Regions from separate parts of the Sus scrofa genome. Here regions 1 and 3 are each linked to region 2. The links are chromatin contacts, called in public Hi-C maps. All regions are on one chromosome and are shown on one strand. Each heading gives the region's core, a stretch centred on a gene start, on an enhancer-like site or on the middle of the called end of the contact. The rest is flanking DNA. Distances are from core to core; before and after follow the strand shown.

Region 1 (4,037 bases), core at 1,410-3,909, 180 kb before region 2:
GAGTGTATGGAGAAGGATTACATGAGTTCTTGAATGTGATAGCAGTTTGTAGCTTTTACATGTGATTTTTAGTTTGGGTGGATACAAAAATCCTTGGAATTTTTTTCCTCTGCATATCTTAAATACATTGGTTTATACCTTTGTTTCTGGCCTAAAGCACTGCAGTTGAAAAGTGTGATGCCAGTCTAATATTATTTTTGGTATAGGTCTTGTGTTGTTGCCTCTATGTCAAAAGATTCTTTATTTTTCTTTGAGTCCAATAATTTTACTGAATAACAATTTTGCTCTTCAGAGTCAGTTTTTTTCAGATACATGCTGTGCCTTTCAATGTATAGTTTCAATTTTGTATGATGTATTTTATTGTAAGACATTAAGTTTTAATTGGTAGGAAAGTTTTTCTCAATTATTATTATTTTTGTTCTGTTTCTCTGTTTTTCTTCTTCAGGGACTGCTATTATACATTTGTTGAATCTTCTTTGCCTATGTTCAACTAATTTTTATTAAAGAATTTTATCTCATTTTAATTTCTTTTTAATTTAGAAAATTCTGTCTTTTTACTTTCTTTTCCTCTTAAGCCATTATCTATTGTATTTATTTGCAATTGTATGCTTCCATTTTAGTCTTTAATTACAAAGTGATTTTTCCCTTATTTTTAACTTTTTTCATGAGTTAATTTCACCTCATTTTGAATTTCTTTCTAATTATTATATATATTGGTATTTCATTTTAAGTATCATACTCTTTTTTTTTTTTTTTTTTTTTTTTTTTTTTTTGGCTTCTGTCTTTTCTGGACTGCACCTGTGGCATATGGAGGTTCCCAGGCTAGGGGTCTAATCAGAGCTACAGCTTCTGGCCTACACCAGAGCCACAGCAAACCCAGATCCAAGCTGCATCTACAACCTACACCACAGCTCATGGCAACACTGGATCCTTAACCCACTGAGCAAGGCCAGGGACCAAACCCGCAACCTCATGGTTCCTAGTCGAATTTGCTTCCGTTGCACCATGACGGGAACTCCCTAAGTATCACACTCTTAATATCTTTTAGCTCATTGAGGAATAATTTTTTTGTTGTTGTGAGCATGTCTTTTGTGTGCATTTGTTGTCTACTGGGAGCTAATCCTTATGCTTTTTAAATTCTTTCCCATCTTTATGTGAAATTATTAATTTTCTTGAACTTTTAGAGGAAGTCATGGTTAGTTATAGTTTTCCTAACTTCACAAAACTCCATTTCTGTTGTTATAAAATATGTCGGCTTGATTTCTAACATCTATCCCTTTTCTGATTTGTCAGATGTCTATATCTTCCCTCTGCATCTTCTCACACTGAAGTTGATACTTCTCTGGTTTTGTAGCTGCCTGTTTTTCACCAGCCCATTTTATTTTGTGTTTTGACCAGGGCTGTCTGGTCATTTGGTTTGGCTCTATATGGTTTTTGGCAGCTTAAGTTTTTTTTTTTTTTTTTTTTTTTTTTTTTTGGTCAAGCCCACAACATATGGAAGTTCTCAGGCCAGGGATTAAACCCACACTACAGCAGTGACCCAAGCCACTGCAGTGACAAAGCTGGTTCCTTAACCCACTGCATCACAAGAGAACTCTTGGGCTTAGGTTGTTGTTATGAAATTTTGTTTTTGTGGGGGATTCAAGTAAATTAAAAAAAAATGCCACTCTTGCCACTAACTTCCCAGACTCCACTGAGACATCACATTAATTAAAATATAAATAGTTCCAATAACAGAAATAATTAAATAATAATGTTGAATAGTAAAAACACAATTTGAAGATACATTTTAAAATGTTAACATTTCTTCATTCCATTTCTTAGAAAACTTAGAAGATCACTTTCAATATGATTCAAACGTCTATCTTAAAGTAGGAGCCACTATTGTAATTAATAGGGAAACATTAAAATCAATTTCATACAATCAGGAGCATTACAGCTATTTCTGTTATTTTTAAAACTAGTGGTAACATTAGAAGATGTATTAGTTTCAATTTTAATGAACACAGGACTACTGTTCTATGATTACTTACAAAGTTAACCCCCAAATCCACCTAGTATTTGAAAATGTAGTACATTTGTTCCTTATCCTCGTCTGGTTTCTTTTAGGCTAAACATGTCAGATAAGACAGGTGGAGGTGTGCCATTATCATTATAGCTAGTAGGGGCTGGGGAATTCCAGAGCTTACACGCTAAGCTTTATTACGGAAATTCAATTTTTAAAAATATATTAATTTGTGCCTCATTTGGAGCTTATTTTTATGTCTGGTTTTGTCCTGGTTCCACATTTCAGAAAATAGAGACATTTGTTAAGAGTAGTCGTTTATTTTTATTTTAGGAAATAAAAATAAATAAAAAGGCCATGAGGCTCTAAAGCACATTTGCAGAGTTGTTTTAAGTACTAAAATAATTCCAAATGCATCTTAAGGAAAGATTCATTAAGAGCTTAAAATATAAAAGTTTTAATGATGCTCAAGAGTGACTAAAAAAAAAAAAAAAAAAAAAAGTCAGTCCCACATGAGAATCAATGAAGGCAAACCACTTCTTAATTACTACGGGCAAAAATATTTTGGCCAGTTTTTCTTGCTTCCCCTCACAGGCAGAGGCTTGGAATGCTGCCTGCTCTCATGCCACTACAAGTGTGTACTCTGATCTGGTGTCAGAATGTTGGCTTACAGGTCAGAGAGAGATTTGCCATTTACTGAAGTGTACATGGAGTACTTATTCACACAAGTTTTTCCACCCCTGTTTCCTTCGGCCAAAATGCCATATCAGAAATAGTTGAAAGAATGGAAAATGTTCAACTTGAGGAAAAGAAAACTCATGAAAAGGATAAGAGGGTATAAGCTCTGTATTCAATTAAATGAAAGGTTTTTATGGGGAAAGAAACTTGTTTGGCATTATTTCAGAGAGAACAACTACCATAAATGGGACAAAAGTTGTAAAGGAGTGAGTTTAAGGCAAAGACTGAGGAAGAAGGCCTCTCTCCTTCACAAGCTTTACATGCCCTACCTTCCTTCCCACCCAAGTTTATTCCCAGAATCCTGTACTTCTTCCAGGAAAGAACTCTCCCACAAATTTATTACCTCCCTTCTCCTGAAATCTCTCTTCTAGCAATGGAGGTCTTATCTGCTTTGAAGGGATAAATTCATTCTTCATTTTAAAACATAGAGGGTTTTACATCAAAGGTAGTGTTAAATGCAATGAAGTCACTTTCACATCAGATTTATTATACTAAGATGTAATTATATTGCACTTGGCTCTATTGTGAGCTAATGAAAGAAAAAATGACCAAAGGACAGAACTTCTACAAAACAAATGGAAGCACCTTGGCCCTAATACTCAACTAGACTAATTATACATAACCACAAATAACCTGCCTTCAAGGGTACCCACAGAGTCAGACTGGACACAGCCACTGAGAAGGCTTAGGAGTATGGGAGGCCAGAAGCAGATACTGTTTCAATGGGTCCTGTCCAGGCATTTGAAGACATACAATCCTCACTTAGTCATCTGACCAGTTTGGCTCTAAGTTGTTTTCAGAATTAAAAAAAAAATTGCATACATTTTTTTAAAGACTTGGATGGCTCTCTTTCTTGAGTCAAATGTTCTAGCTCTCCACTGCCAGGCATGCTGAAGGGCAGATTCCTCTAATTGGCAGGGCTTCTGCTCAGCTGTCATGTCTCTATGCAATCTGGGTTATGGCCAAGAGAAGTGGAGAGCTGGAAGGTTCTGGTGGAATGGGGTCTCAGAAACTAGGTCATTTCAGACCAAAGTGACATGATTGCTCAAAGATAATGAGGAGTCAATAGAGCAATTGCTAAAGCTCTTCTTTGAACTGATGATGTGGATACATCTCCAAGAAACCTGAGAACTGTAGGCTGGCTTCAGCACCAAAGGAATGCCTCATCCATGACTTAGACCCTTTCTCTTCTTCATTGATCTTCTATGGATCTGCACATTTGCTCCAGAGTGATAAACCTGGAAATGCAGCCTAAGCCTATGCACATGCACCTCCATGGTCCAAAAAATGGGAA
Region 2 (4,207 bases), core at 132-2,631:
CCTCCTGAGAAAACAGAAGTGAAACACCTCTATGATGTTTAAAACTAGAAAGGATCTTATAGATCACAGAGGAGTATACTTCTTTATACACAGGCAAATTGAGTCTCAGAGAGATTGAAGGACTTTCTAATTTCACAAAATAATTGGTTGGAGACTCAAGACTAAATACTCCCTGTGTAGCTGGAGCTTTGTTATGATTATTTACTTTTTTGCCATATTCCCTCTGCCTTCTTTCCTAATAAATGAGGATCAACAGGTCTGTGCATCTATAGAAATTTAATATATTCCTATCTTAACTAAGCACTTGTAATGCACTGTGAATGTAACTTTTGCTGTTTGAGGTACAACACCAAAGTAGTACAAATTTCTCTTGCCTTCTTCACAATTTCACAAATTGAAGATTCATACTTACCATGTATTAGCAACCTCAGCAGCCTACTTCCTATTTTTTTTTAATTTCCTTATTGAGAACTTTCACCTTTTCTCATAAAGGAAGCACTTTACAGCTTCTCTTTAGCATATCTGAATTGCCAGCATCACGACTCTTGAGCCTTAGAACCATTATATAAAGTAAGGGACACTGAACACAAGCACTGCGATTGCTAACCAAGAATGCTATTAAGTGCTATTAAGGGGTGCGATGTCCTGGACAGAGGGGGTTTCCTGTCCTGGATGGGATGGAGCAGGACAGTGTGAGATTTCATCACCCTACTCAGAAAGGCATGCAACTTAAGACTTATGAATTGTTCATTTCTGAAATATTTCCAGAATGCAGATGACCACAGGTAAATGAGACAAGGGAGGACTACTGGATCTCTTTGATCACATATCCCTCTACCCAGCAGTTACTTCATGACAGTTTAAGAAGTATATCAAAGTAAATTGTGGGCACTAGTATACTTCCTCCTAAATACTTCTGCATGCACCTTATTGGGAAGAGTTTATTATTTGTTTACAATTCTTTTCCTTTCTCATTTAACATTTACATGTAACGGAATACAGAGATCTTAATTAAAGGTACATTTGCTGAGTTTTGCAAATGCATACAAAGAAGTCTCCTGCCCCTTTACAAGGGAACATTTTTAGGATATAACAATTAGGTCAAAGTGGAGCAGGGGTGATTTCTATCATAAAGACCCCAGGGCTAACTCAGTTTCCCCACTACATTTTGTGCTATTAAATCCCTGCAGTTTCTTAGATTTTTCATTTGTGGCATAGAATTTAGTGTTCAGGAGCATGGAGGATAAAGAGCCAAATGGAGACAGAAAAAGCCATGTCATCATTAAAAATAAACAGAGACACAAATATGTCAGAGGACAGAGGTAGGCATTTCATTGTGCAAGTGATTTATGGGGGAAGCTAATTTTAAACAAGCTCAGGCCGCCTGCTGTGGTGCCTTGCAGCCAAACAAACAGTCAAAGCACCCTTTCGACAGCAGCTGAGAGCTGCTGGACTCCTCAAGGAGTAATCTCATTTTCCTGGTGGTGTAAAAGGCATTAAGCGGCTGTTTACTGTCTAAGGAAACCCTGGTTAAGTCACTAAAAGCTGATCCTGCTGAATACCGTAGAGTTACGAGCATCAGGGCTAGAGACAATGGCTTCAGAGTCAAACCCACACAAAACACGGACACATTAAAAACAAATAAAGCAGGGCCTTCCCTGTTTATTCCCAGCTATAAACTTCTTTTCCTTAAATCAGCACCGGGACAGGAGAGAGAGACAGGTCACCCAGGAAATCAGTGCACACTTCTCTGGCCTTGTTATTCGTGTCCGGTTTGTCACAGGGATCGGGTAGGGACTGAGAGTTATGCCAGCGGGGAACCAGCCAGGTCACAGAGAAAGTGGAAACAGGAGAGGCAGGACTGTGGCCTCCTGTGTGGTGGAGACACTGCAGGCTGTATAAGCTGGCCAGTCCAGGATTAGTAGACTCTATTTTTAGATTGGAGGCCTTGGGCAATTAGTTTTCTCTGCCTTCAAGTCTGAGGCCTTTCCAAATGTCAGTGTTGAAAAATGTGTGGTTCAAAAGTCTAATCCTCTGGAAAGTCCTACCTAAGCAGAGGTAGAGGTATGTATGTGGGGTAGGGGCGGGGGGAGCAGAGAGAGATGGGTTGTCAGCAGTAATTTCAATGAATGAAAATTTAATATGGACCCTTAATACCTAAGGTTCAAAAGCCAACTGAAAGGTAAAAGAAGGCTGAGGTGATAGATTAAAGAGAGAATTTCTTTGGGAAAATGTATGGGAGCATTTACCTCTTACCATTCCACGAAGGGGGAGGGGATGTCACCCTCTTGCCTCAAGTCTTGTGAGAGGTGTGGAAGCCCCAACTAGGGAACTAGATGCAGTGAACAGGTTTGATATTCCAAAGGGGTTTCAGTATCCAACAAGGCATGCACACTGACGAGTGAGAACTAACATCAGCTGTGCAAGGGGGGTCTGCTCTGTAGGGCCCAGTTTTAGCAAGTATTGACTCTCGGGTTCCTGGATGGGGGCTGGGAAGGCACCGGCATTGCTTGAGGGTTTGGGGGGTGCTCAGTACCAAGTGTTATAGGAGTACGTCAACCCTCTCACAGTCAGCATGCCCTACTGGCGCACACTAGCTGACTAGCAGACCTGGACAGCAGACAGCTAGGGGCAGTGGTTAGGGTGCGCCTGCAGTGCTATGGAGCACTGGCAACAGTGCTTGGTTCCCACGGAGGAGATGTCAGCCATGGATGCAGGAGAAAGAGAACTGATCTTTATCGCCATCAAGGGACTTTGCCCAAGAAGGCTGCTTGGAAGGGAGACAGGGCAACCTCAGAGAGAATATGCAGTGGAGGAGGAACTCAAACAACAATGCCATCTTTGTGCCATAAACCCTCTTGGCAGTCTGTGTCTACGGATGATCCCTTCGTTGACTTCCATTTTCAAGTGCATAAATTAAATTCATAGAATTTCAAAGGAAACTATATCTAAGCAGAGTAATCAATATATTAAAAAAATTCTTAACACATTAAAACAATGGGATATAGTATCAGTTCTAAAAACTACCATAATTTTGGTAATCTTGAAACCGTGATAAGTGTAAACAGCATTTTGAAATATCTTCATAACCACAATGTAATATGAAGTTCCCTCTGATTCATTTCATTGGTGACAAAGTTACAAGTACTGTTAATGAAACCAAATTCGAAATAGAAGGAAATGCTAAATTTCCATTAGAATTTGCACATTTATAATTGATGGACATGACAAATTTCAGGTAGAGATCAGTGAAAATACATACATGTATGCATACATACATACATTTTGTTCCATTCAAGTTGAGGGACCCCCTAGGCTAAAAGGCTCCCTTACAGGACCAGCTAGAGTATGTATCACCTGTATCAAGGACCTGCAGGTGAACATTCTACAAAAACATCCCCTAAGGGACGGAGTTAATTTTAAACAACAGCCATGGCCAGAGGAAATAAACTAAATATATATGAGCGCTCATCCAGTAAGGTGTCTTTGGGCCTTTCACCTCTCTTCCCTCCTCTGCCCCAACCAGGAGGTTCAGAAGTCAACACCAGGGAGTGGCAGTAGGTGGAGGGAGCTGGGAAAGGAAAGAAATAAGTCTCTCTTTCTTTGCAGTGGATTTCCAAATGCTGAAGGATCAAGGTGAGAGACTTAAATTTGAGTGAAGTTCAGGGATTCAATGATTAGACTGAACAGGGCTGATTCATCTCTGAAGAGAGGCTGTTTTATATGCCTTAAGCATCTGGAATTCTTTTTTTTTTTTTTTTTTTTTAAACCTCAAAGGGAATAGGGAAGCTGTGTGGTCTGCCTGGAGTTCATTGAGTGTTGAGGAATGGTCTGGCCCCCGGGACAGGTTGGAAAGGGCAATAAAGGGGGGAAATGAAGTCACTTTGCGATTATACCAGTTGAGTCTTAATAGTTCAATACATACACACAGACACACACACCCATACACCACACACCCCTTAGGTTTTTTATTTTATTTATTTATTTATTTAAAGTCTCTCTGCCTGAAAGACATGCTATGGTCGACAGAACTAAACGGCCTGTGTAAAAATTCTGGCTAACCACTTACTACATCACCTTAAATTCCTTAATCAATCTGTGCCTCAGTTTCCCCATCTGTAGAATGGGGTAATGTTATATGTGTGTGGCATATGTAGCACATAAAGATAAAAAAAAGGATTAAAGTGTGAAAATACACAAAATGTTT
Region 3 (3,888 bases), core at 1,330-3,829, 250 kb before region 2:
TGAAACCACGTCCTCATGGATACGAGTCAGGTTCATTAACCACTTAGCAAAGATGGGAACTCCAGGACATGTTAATTTGAAGGGAACCTGGCTTGTTTGAGTGAATGTTGGTCCAGCCCTCTAGGCTGTGATTCCCTGCATTTCTACTGTTACCCTTCTTTACGTGTTTCTCTGATACTCAGCTTCTCGGATTGGAGTTATAACTTTCTGGTAAGGATTTCTAGAATAATGAATATGCCTTTGCACCAAGGCTAGGCCAGGACCTCAGAGAGTTCCCTCTAAGACACATGCCCCAGGAGCCCACCCAAAACTTTGGCTTCACATTTAGCCAAAGCATCCGAGTTCCTGTTTCTGCTTTGGGGCTAACCAGTGGCTGTGCTTTCAGCCCGTGTGTCCTTTTAAGACCAGGCCAGAAAACTCTGGAAGGCTGGGTGCTATCAGATTTTGCAGGGCCACACGCACTGAGGGACCAAACCAACTTTAGCAGGACTTTATAAATCTTTGCATGTCTCATTCCGGTCACAGAGATGCGGAGATGTGATAAATATTCTTTAGGGGAAAGGGAAGAAAGGGGATGAACATTTATGGGGCCTACTTCATACACAGCACTTAAAATGTTTATTTAGTCTTCTATTCAGTTATTTAAGATGTAAGAATAATTTTGACTGCACTTTTACATAACACAAGTGTCCCAGGCTCTTTGTCAAAACAAATTAAGCAATGCTAAAATGAATAGGGTAAGAAGTGAAAATATCCCTACACCAGCAACCACATTTCTTTCTCCACTTGCCCTTCTTTGTCGAAATTTTAATCTCAAGTGGATTTTCAAGAATGTGACCGTAATTGCAAATCGTTCTGCAATACCCCTGTTCATATACCCTGCTTACCTTTCTTTTTTTCTTTCTTTCTTTCTTTCTTTTTTTTTTTTTTTGGCCTTTTTAGGGCTGTGCTGGCAGCATATGGAGGTTCCCAGGCTAAGGGTTGAATTGGAGCTGTAGCAGCTGGCCTACACCACAACCACAGCAATGCGGGATCTGAGACACCACAGCTCACGGCTACAACAGATCCATAACCCACTGAGAAAGGCCAGGGATTGAACCCACATCCTCATGGATGCTAGTCAGATTCATTTCTGTTGAGCCACGAAGGTAACTCCACCTTTCATGATTACATAGAGAGCTGCATTCCCTCCCCCCTTTTTAAAATGACTACCTAGCATTCTATTCCATGCAAGTCCTCACGTTTGTTTAGCCAAGCACCATCCATGGTCATATGTGTTGTTTCCCATGGACTGTATACGTCACCCTCAACACATTTATCCGTGCATCCTTCAACAGAAATTTATTGAGCAAAGCATGTATCAGATAGAAGACTAGATGCTATGAATACAGCAGATATAACTGCTTCCTTCCTTCAAAGAGTTTGCAGTCTAGCTGACTACAGAATTTCAGATGTATATGCCACCTTACCCACCCCTGCCCTGCCCACTATCGTAATGAGGATTGCCCTGGGTTTATAGATATGAAGCCTACAGTTTAAAGAAGTATATGAAAATTACCAAGGCCACCCAGTCCATCTGTTGTGCGGATGGGTAACATGCTCATGTCTGACTCCAGAACTCCCATGCTGCTGGTTACCTGGCCAATGACTAATATTGGATCAGTTCCCAGCGCCCAACAAGGAGATGTCAAATTTACATGTCTGGCATTGGATCTAGAGCTTTAAAGATCCAGGTGAGGGTAACAGAAGCAGAGAAATTGGTTCCTGTTGTTGGTGGAACCATGACCCTTCACAAGCAGAAGCAGGGGGAATGCTGACCAGCTACTATTCATGAGGGTCTGCCCAGGAGTTCGGCATATTGGGTTTGCATGAGGGCTGCCATCTTCATCTAAATAGCCTTGGGCGAGCACTTCTCTATCAGACTCATCTTTCCTCATCTGTAGAGTGGAAAATATCAACATTGACCTTTCCGAGTGGTTGTGAGGTTTCAATGGGCCCATGTATATAAAACATTTAGCATAAAATGTCAGCTGTTGTTACTGTTTTTATGCTTTTTTTTTTTTTCCTTGTGCTGAATCTGATTGCACTCTGGAGTCCCTGGCTTGTTCTGCCAATTCTGAGCCAAGCACCTGCTTCCTCACCACCTTTGCTGTCCTCAGGAGCCCTCAGTATGGCCTCAGCTTCCATCAGTATGGCCTCAGCTTCCACCTTAAGAGAATGTGAACATGATCTGTCCCCAATATAGTCCAGGGGTGCAAGGAGGTTGCTAATTAGAAATGGAAGGGTAGGCACAGCTAATGGTTTTCTGAGTAGCCATTTACACTCACAGTTTGGGAATTGGGTGTGATTTCTTCTTGGAATAATTCCTTAGAGATTTGGAGCTTGTTCTGATGTTGTCATCTAGTTTCCAGGGTCTCTTCTATTCTTTGAAGACCCAGATTTGGGACTTGGCCCTTTGGCCCAGTTCTCACTGCCAGGTTAGACAAGTAGAGATATTATTTGTCATGCTCGGGCTAGGTCGCCTGGCTGAGATGCTCACCACTGGGCCAGGCCTTCACTTTCTCAACCTGGGCTCTCAGCCATGGCTGGAGAGAAGCCAGCAGGGAGGAGGCAGGCCCTGGGCAGAGCTGGGCAGGGGTGGGGGAGTAATCGGTGCTGGGAGCCTGAGGTGGCCTGCAGCTACATGGGCGGGATTAGTGACATCAGCCCCTCTAGGGGCAGCAGGTTCAGACAGGAGGAAAGGGAGACTGCCTGCGCTGGGTCAGCGGGGGCACTGGCAGCTCGGAGAGTGGGTCCTCCCAGCCTGGGCTCCTTGGGGCCTGCCCGTTCTGGCGTGCCTGGTGGGGAAACCTGTTGAGTGAGTTCCCATGTGTTTCCCCATAAGGCTGAGGCTTGCGGTCCAGGCTGGAAAGTGGGGTGAGGGGAGGGAGCTCTTTATTGACTCTGACATTTACTTGAGAAGCTGCCAAAGGGTGGTTTATGTTTCTTAAACAGAGATGTGTTATGATAGGGAGGCTGCTTCTGTGGAGGTGAGAGTGAGCCGTGCCTGAGGCTGGGCCTCCCTGATGAGTCCCTCTGCCAAGTCAGTAGGCGGCCCAGCAAAGGCGGCAGAGGGCCAGGTTTGGGAAGGGACAGGCTTAGCCACCCTTGACACAGAGCAGGGGACTTGGAGAGAGTCAGATCATCTCCCTGATCTCTATCCCCTCATCAGCTAGGTCAGAATAATGACCTCCCCTGCCCAGGGCTCCTTAGTTGGGGGTTCCTTAGCTACATCCTTCCTCTGCACCATTCCAGGTGTTTCACAAATATGATCTCACTTAATCCTATAAAGACGGCATGATGTAGGTGCTATTATTAGCCTTGTTTTACAGATGAGGTACAGAAAGACCAAATCATTTGGCCAAGGTCTCACAGCACAACTGTCAGAGCAGAGATCTGACCCCAAGTCAACTGGCTCCAAGGTCTCCAATCTTAACCATGATGCTATGCTTCCTGGAACTTGCAGAGGACTCCGGTCCGCTCCTGCGGAAGGTGTAAATCACTTTGGAAGAGCCCAATTGTAGATGCGACTAGCTGATGAACACACATCTCTTTTATTGGATTCTGAGACAGCCATCTTGATTTCTGCTAATCACCATATCCCTGGGACCTAGCTGGACCTGTAAGAAACTTCCCTGCTGCACATATGTGAGAGGCTAATGGGAGCATCAAACAAGATAAAGACATAAAGGTGCTTCCCTTTGGAGGCACCCCACACTGCTCTGAGCTCACGAAAGGACTTGGGAAATGTTTATACCTGGGACAGACTTGTTGTGGGGCTGAGTTTATCTGGTGACCTCATTTTGTGGGTCTCAGTGTAGCACAATTGCTCACAAGTGGAGTCACCCC

Evidence for each region. A called contact is a pair of places that touch in the nucleus more often than the background predicts.
Region 1: a Hi-C map of skeletal muscle shows a contact between it and region 2, with 7 times the contacts expected there. The contact joins two enhancer-like sites. A contact is called at or near these places in 2 of 47 Hi-C or Micro-C datasets (psoas muscle and skeletal muscle) and 1 of 2 datasets of contacts at active chromatin or transcription factors (skeletal muscle).
Region 3: a contact with region 2 is called in a Hi-C map of skeletal muscle, with 6 times the contacts expected there. The contact joins two enhancer-like sites. A contact is called at or near these places in 3 of 47 Hi-C or Micro-C datasets (psoas muscle and skeletal muscle) and 1 of 2 datasets of contacts at active chromatin or transcription factors (skeletal muscle).

Annotation. Positions count from the first base shown.
Region 1 is chr17:42,971,488-42,975,524 of Sscrofa11.1, reverse strand. No RefSeq gene overlaps it. Among named protein-coding and RNA genes, the nearest start is that of MAFB, 440 kb to the left of the region's middle. Within about 2 kb of position 2,659, at least 3 of the 83 cell types and tissues checked have an H3K27ac peak or open chromatin away from gene starts, as enhancers often do. A contact at or near this core is called in skeletal muscle, where this site is marked.
Region 2 is chr17:42,794,830-42,799,036 of Sscrofa11.1, reverse strand. No RefSeq gene overlaps it. Among named protein-coding and RNA genes, the nearest start is that of MAFB, 610 kb to the left of the region's middle. Within about 2 kb of position 1,381, at least 8 of the 83 cell types and tissues checked have an H3K27ac peak or open chromatin away from gene starts, as enhancers often do. A contact at or near this core is called in skeletal muscle, where this site is marked.
Region 3 is chr17:43,044,417-43,048,304 of Sscrofa11.1, reverse strand. No RefSeq gene overlaps it. Among named protein-coding and RNA genes, the nearest start is that of MAFB, 370 kb to the left of the region's middle. Within about 2 kb of position 2,579, at least 13 of the 83 cell types and tissues checked have an H3K27ac peak or open chromatin away from gene starts, as enhancers often do. A contact at or near this core is called in skeletal muscle, where this site is marked.